Regions from separate parts of the Zea mays genome. Here region 2 is linked to region 1. Evidence: chromatin contacts called from public Hi-C data. All regions are on one chromosome and are shown on one strand. Each heading gives the region's core, a stretch centred on a gene start, on an enhancer-like site or on the middle of the called end of the contact. The rest is flanking DNA. Distances are from core to core; before and after follow the strand shown.

Evidence for each region. Hi-C and Micro-C count contacts between places; a contact is called where the count stands out from the background.
Region 2: a Hi-C map of endosperm shows a contact between it and region 1, with 3 times the contacts expected there. The contact joins the promoter of LOC606417 here to the promoter of LOC100272916 in region 1. A contact is called at or near these places in 2 of 25 Hi-C or Micro-C datasets (endosperm and leaf).

What each region holds. Positions count from the first base shown.
Region 1 is chr2:210,144,264-210,147,674 of Zm-B73-REFERENCE-NAM-5.0, reverse strand. It overlaps LOC100272916 (putative cytochrome P450 superfamily protein), which reads right to left and starts at 1,800. Exons shown (of 2, transcript NM_001147368.1): 1 at 820-1,800; 2 at 13-681. The coding sequence starts at 1,783. The coding sequence ends at 161. It overlaps LOC100278097, which reads right to left. Exons shown (of 3, transcript NM_001151488.2): 3 at 3,241-3,411.
Region 2 is chr2:210,332,800-210,336,210 of Zm-B73-REFERENCE-NAM-5.0, reverse strand. It overlaps LOC606417 (protein disulfide isomerase 12), which reads right to left and starts at 1,787. Exons shown (of 15, transcript NM_001112292.1): 1 at 1,530-1,787; 2 at 110-200. The coding sequence starts at 1,570.

The sequences.
Region 1 (3,411 bases), core at 551-3,050:
GAAAGCTTGGTTCCAGTAAAAAACCATTTTTATGTGTGTTTTAACTACAAAGACTGCGTCGACATTTTTAACTATTTTGGGACCTGCTGTATGGTTAAAATTTTAGGGAGAAAAAGAAAAGACAGGTTACACGCAGGTGAGGCGAACATCTTAGGTGGAATCAAGGTACTGAGCAGGCGCTCTTGTTTGGAGCCATTTCTCTGCGCTCGAGCTGGACGGGCAGTCCGTTCAGCGGCGACGGCATGGGGTCCCTGACGAATGTGTTGTCCTTGTCCCCGCAGCAGAGCCTCCACCTGAAGCGTCTCACCAGGTGGTGCATGGTCACCAGCGTCTCCACCCTGGCGAACTCGATCCCCGCGCACAGCCTCTGCCCGCCGCCGAACGCCACGAACGAGTAGGGCGGCGCCTGGCTCTCGAACCGGGACGGCTCGAACTTGTCCGGGTCCGTGAAGATGCTGGGGTCCATGTGCGTCACGCTGGACGCCCAGAACACCTGCCACCCCTTGGGGATGCAGTAGCCGTCGAACTCGATGTCCTCCAGCGCTCGCCGGAAGCTGCCGAAGATGGGAGGGATCATCCGCAGCGTCTCCAGGGCCACGCGCCATGTGAACCTCATGCGGTGCAGGTCCTCCCAGGTCAGCGCCTCGCCGTCGGCCTTGTTCTTGGCAATCTCGTCGTGCTCTGCGGCCAATATTATGCATGCATGCATGCCATACATACAAACATGAGACGTCCATCCATGCCATGGTCACGAGCATTTGATTTATCTACGAAAGGCATGCCGCATGCATAGCCGCGCGCGGTCTATTTCTCGATTACCTTGAACCATGGCGGCGAGGGTCGCGGGATCGCCGGCGAGGTGGCGGACCATGAAGGTCATGAGCACGGACGACGTGTCGTGGCCGGCGACGAGGACGACCATGGCGTTGTCCACGATCTCCTCGTCTGTCAGCAGCCGCTGGCCCCCGGCGCCGTCCTCGGCGCGAAGGCTGACGAGACAGCTCAGGAGGTCGTCTGCGGGCGACGCCTCGCCGCGCTCCAGCCTGGCCTTCTTCTCCCCGAGCGTCGCCTCGAGCACCCGCCGCGCCCTCGCGCTGGCCCTCACGCTCCTGCGGAACGCCGTGAAGGGCAGGTCCAGCGGCACGGACCACATGCCCTCCAGCATGTCCGCGAACGCGGCGGCGAGGCGCTCCCTGACGGCGCCGCGATCGAGGCCGAAGAGCAGCGTGGCGATGATGTCGAACGTGAGCAGCTTCATGAGCGGCAGCACGGCGACGGCCCGGCGCCCCGCCCACCGGCCGTCCAGGTGGCGCGCGACCTCGGCGTCGATCGCGCCCACGTACCGCCGCAGCATGTCGGGCTTGAGGAACTGCATCATGGCGCCGCGCACGCGCCGGTAGTCGTCGCCGACGAGCTCGAGGATGTTGCGGCGGCCCAGGATGAGCGGCAGGCAGCGGGGCTGCTTCGGCGCCAGCGCGTCGCTCGCGAACACGAGCCTGTTCGCGGCGGGGCCCGCCACGAACACCGTGGGGGCGCCGAACAGCGACAGCTTGGACACGGGGCCGTACCGGTCGATCCGGTCCCGCAGCCACCGCTCGCCGGTGTTGCTCCGCATCGCGCGCAGCAGGCCCAGGCTCTGCCCGATGATCGGCAGACCCAGTGAGCCCGGGGGCAGCGGCAACTTGCCCGGCAACGGCTTCTTGTTGGGCCTTGTGAACAGGTAAAGAAAAAGGGCCGGCGTGAGGAAGGCGACTAGGAGCGCAACGGCCACGGAGGCCGCCATTGTTGCGTGCTAGCTAGCTAGAGCTAGCCTAGAGCTCGTTGACTAGCTACTCGTTATGTAGTTGGCACCAGTGATGGTGGTAGGGTGCGGCAGAGATCGGCGAGGTGTCGAGAAGGTGAAGCGGACAAAGCGGCATCTTCACGTAACGTGCAGCATCGGGCCGGGATTTCACCTGCCTCGTTCGGTTGGAAGCAGCGTGACAAACATCTGGGACAATCCAGACCGTGTTCACCAACGGAATCTAGCATCGCAGATTCCCCCTAGCAAACAAACAAACTGTGGGTGTGTTTGGTTTGACTTTTGGCTTTTGGCTTTTGCCCCCTAAAAGCCAAAAGCCAACCAAAGGGTTAGATCCAGGAAGCAGCTTTTTCTAAAAGCTGGCTTTCTCACAGTGCAAATCTGAAAGCACCACTGAACCTGCTTTTAGTGGCTTTTCAAATGGAACTGTGAAAACATATATCGAAGAACTTTTAACGACTTTTAGTGGTTTCCACCAAATAGTTTTTAGCTTTTTAACGGCTTACAGCCTACAGCAGCTTTTTCCACAGCTCACAGCCCACAGCAACTTTTTTCACAGCCACAGCCCAACCAAACAGACCCTGTGTGTTGCTGCAAGAATTCGGCTCCAAGCAATCGCTGCAGTGCTGCACGCTCAGAACCAGCCAGCGGAATGGGGACTAATTAATGTTGTCATAATGTCATGTTACATGTGTTCATCGTTAGAGTTTGTATGTGTAAGGGCATGAGACTCAGTTTCGGATTTTAAAATATTCTGATAATTAAAATACTGCACAATACAATCCTAAGACTCTAGATAATAAATATAAATAAGAGACAATATTTATAGAGAGTTCTGAAGAATGGACTCTTTGCGAAGAGCTATTTTTTCACTTGACTCATTAGAGACCTCTTAAGAGACTTTATATTAAATAGGGTTGTACATATCTAACGGTATGTTAATCTTGCAATAACTATATTACCGAACATGGTGGCGTGGATGCTGTCGTGGCTGGTCATTCGCGTTGGATCATGATATACGTCACGACAATTAGGGTTTAAACGGTATAGTTATTTTTTTCGTTCGACAGTCAAACTGAACAGGACCAGATAGTTTATTTGATACACGTTTTGAGCATTGCACGGATATACACATGTAGTTTTTTTATATCAAATATAATTACAATTTAACTAGTATATGTTGTATATATCCAGTCAGATTTGCCCGAAGAAAATGTCCGACGTGCATTTAAAAGACCCTCTCAAACTTCAATACTGAACAGCACACACCCTGAATTTTTAAAGCCAGACAAAATATTCTTCTTGACCATTGCAAATTCATTCATGGGTTCGTTTAGAGGCTCAGGTATTTGTTTTAAATTCTTAGATTTTGAAACTCAATTTCTTTTAATTTTGAAGTGTCGTGTGTCATCATTGATGGAGGAAGTTGCAGCAATTTAACAAGTACTATCAAAAAGCTTAAATTGAACATGTGTCCACATCCACATCTTAACTAACTCATGCCATCATTGTTTGGTACAGTGTTTGCCTCACTAAAATACAATTGATACACAGATGATTTTGTTGTCTTCACATTTAGCTGCCGTACAAACATGTACACGGAACACCAC
Region 2 (3,411 bases), core at 538-3,037, 190 kb before region 1:
ATGCTGGCTTTTAATTTTTTGGTGCTAAAAGTCTTTGACAGAAAAAGAAGTGCCAGCAACTACTGCAACTGATTACAGACGAAACTGAGGGGGGAACAAAAAAACAGACCATTCCAAACAAAAAAACCATTGCTAATGCTGCTACAATGGATAATCCAGCGCCAGATAGTGATGCCTCGGTCAAATCCCTAGGTATTTTCCTGCAAGATGAAAAAATATCCAAACATTCACTACTAGAAAGAGAAAGAGAAACTAAACCCATCAGTTATAAATGAAACTCAGAAAACAGTAACCAGAAAGTTAGTCATTCTGAATCCAAATAGTCTACAAATTATTACTAGATAGTAGATACAAAGAAATCATAGAATTTCACCACACGTAAATGTAACTGAGGAGAGAACAGAAAAAGTCAGCCATTCTGAATCAAATTAATCTCCAGTTTATTATTCTGGGGACTTGCAAATCAAGGACTAACAGCTTGCTCAAACAAAGGTTGACTATTGATAACAATAAGTTTCTGATCGAACGTGATTGATACATCGAAAAACTAAATAGTGTAAGCTACTCAACTTTCAAATCATAACAATAATGGTTCAGACCCTTGCACAATAGTTCAACATAGCATGAATGTATAACGTCTGAATAATAAGCAGTTATTTGTTTTAACAGAAACAGAATGGTATGAAAAGAACTTTGGCATGACTGGCTAAGTATGCTTAGGACCATTTTAGTCACTTTTAGCTCTTCGTGTTTGGATCTTTAGCCACTAAATGACTAAACTATAGTCACTTTTGCTTTAGCTCTTGGGATCCAAACGGACCCTTACTAAGGACGAGCTTCTGCAAGCAGACAAAGCAATGCCATCCAATCCAAAACTGTCCAATTAGCTTCTATTTTACTTCCTCCATTTCAAATTATAAGATGTTGTGGCTCTTTTTAGATACATAGGTTTTGATATGCACTTAGATCTACATCATGTCTACATATATAATAAAAGTAATGTATCTAAAAAAAAGACAGAACGTCTTATAATTTGCAATGAGGGTGTAGAATTTATTAGAATGGCATATCCCACCAGAGTGTAACACGTACTACAAACCGAAGCACCACTACAAAAGCCAAAATGAGTGGCAAAATAGCAAATTTCTCACAAAAACGAAATATACAGTAACAGTCAAGATGCAATTACAGATGTCAGACTCACACACCAACATTTTGAACACAGCAGCTACCGATTCATCGTGCGGGTCTCTCGTCTCTACCCAGCTAGAAACAGACAAAGGATACCCTCTCGCTGACGCAGAGTACCCCGCCAAAATGCGCATTCGCCGCGAGGCACACACCGCTGCCATCCAGGACTCACCCAAACGAAATCCGCCAAGCCCAACCTGACGAAACCACTCTCCGTTCTAGACTAGCAATATATATTCAATCCAACCCCAGGGAATCGCACCATCCCAGTCTATCCCGGAAAGGGGCGAGGAGTGGAGGTGCTCTTGAGATCTAGGGAGAACGGATCGGGAACGCACCTGTAGAAGTCGACGGACTTGAGCTTGCTGGACGAGATCATGGCTGCCAATGACCTTCGGATCTGCGGCGGGCGGCGGGGTTCGGAGAGAGGGATCTAGGATGAGGAGTAAAGGAGGATGGAGGTGAGACTTGTGTCGTCGTCTCGGTGCTGGGATCTCAATTCTCACTGGCGTGCAGTGAGAAGGGCACGCACGAACGCACCGACCTCGTGTCCTTCCTCGCCTCCCCAAAGGTACCAGTTGCCAGTTGCCACTTCTCGCCTCGTCTGCCTCCCGTGCCGCCGTGCGCCTAGCCTAGGGCTGGATGTCTTCTGACGGCTTCTGGGCCTGGGCCTGTATGTAACACGGGCCGGCCTGCCCGTCCCAAGTTGGTAGTGGCTGGCGGGGCTCGGGCGAAGGCCTGGACCTCTCTAGACCTGAAGCGGCAGGCACCGCGTGAGGCTGGCTTTATAGATCACTGCCCGCTTCTAATGGTGGGAGGATAACACAGCGGTGCACTGTAAGTCTAACTTCCTAGAGGTGTAATCGGATCGAATACGGACGGATATCAATAAAATCATATTTGTTTTCATATTTTTATTCGGATTCGAATATGAATACTGATGGCTTCGGATACGAATATAAATACGGATGTCCTCGAATACAAATACGGATAGTCGTGGGTCGAATACGAAACTAGTCGGATACGGATAGCGTCGGTAACGAATATTTTTATCGGATATCGTGTAAGATACAATTCCAAATATATCATAGTTATAATCATTTAGCTCCTCCTTTAGTCCAAACATTTTTTGAAGATTATATGTGGACATATGCTACGCCTCCATAAAATTCCATGAATTTCTACAAGAATATAACATCAAGCACCCACATGAAAATGATAAAAGTGAAGTATTGTTTATGTTGAGACTTAGATGTTTATGGTGGTTTTACATGTAAATCACACAAATAAGTGGAAATCAAATGAAATAATCATTGACATCTTGTGGATTTTATGGTTCAAACATTTTTGAGGATGCTATATGGACATATGTTGCACCTACACCAAATTTCATGAATTTCTGAGACTATTTGTGTATTATTAATTTCTTTCTGCAGAAAATCAATAAAATGCATTTAAATCCATAAAATTCTCTAGTATCGACCGAAAATTGCAAATAAGTTACCAAGACTAATAAATATTTCATAAGAAGATAACCTCAAGTCCCTATATGAAAATGATAAAGTGAAATAAAGATTATGTTGAAACTAAGATACTTAAGCTCATGTCACGTGTAACTCACACAACAAGTGGAAGTGAAATGAAAATAATCACCGACATCTTATGAACTTTATGGCCGAAACATTTTTTAGAATTTTATGTGGACATATATTACCCCTCTGTCAAATTTCATGATTTTTTAGATTGTTTGTGAATTATTATTTTCTTTATGTAGAAAATCATCAAAATGCAATTAAATCCATAAAATATTATGATGTCGACCGAAAATGGCAAATAAGTTACCAAAATTAATACACATCATATAAGAAAATAACCTCAACTCCACATGTGAAAATGATAAAGTGAATTATTGATTATGTTAAAATTTGGATACTTAAGGTGATTTCACATATAACTAACGCAACAAGTGAAAGTGAATTGAAATAAACGCTGACAATCTTTAGATTTTATGGCCCAAACATTTTTTAGGATGTTATATAGGCATATATTGTCCCTCAGTCGAATTTCATGATTTTCTGAGACTATTTGTGTATTATTATTATTTTGTCTTGAAAATTATCAAAATGCAATTAAATTCATAAAATATTTCAATTTCGACCAAAAATTGCAAATAGATTACCAGGACCAATAAACATTATATAAGAACATAACCTCAAGTCC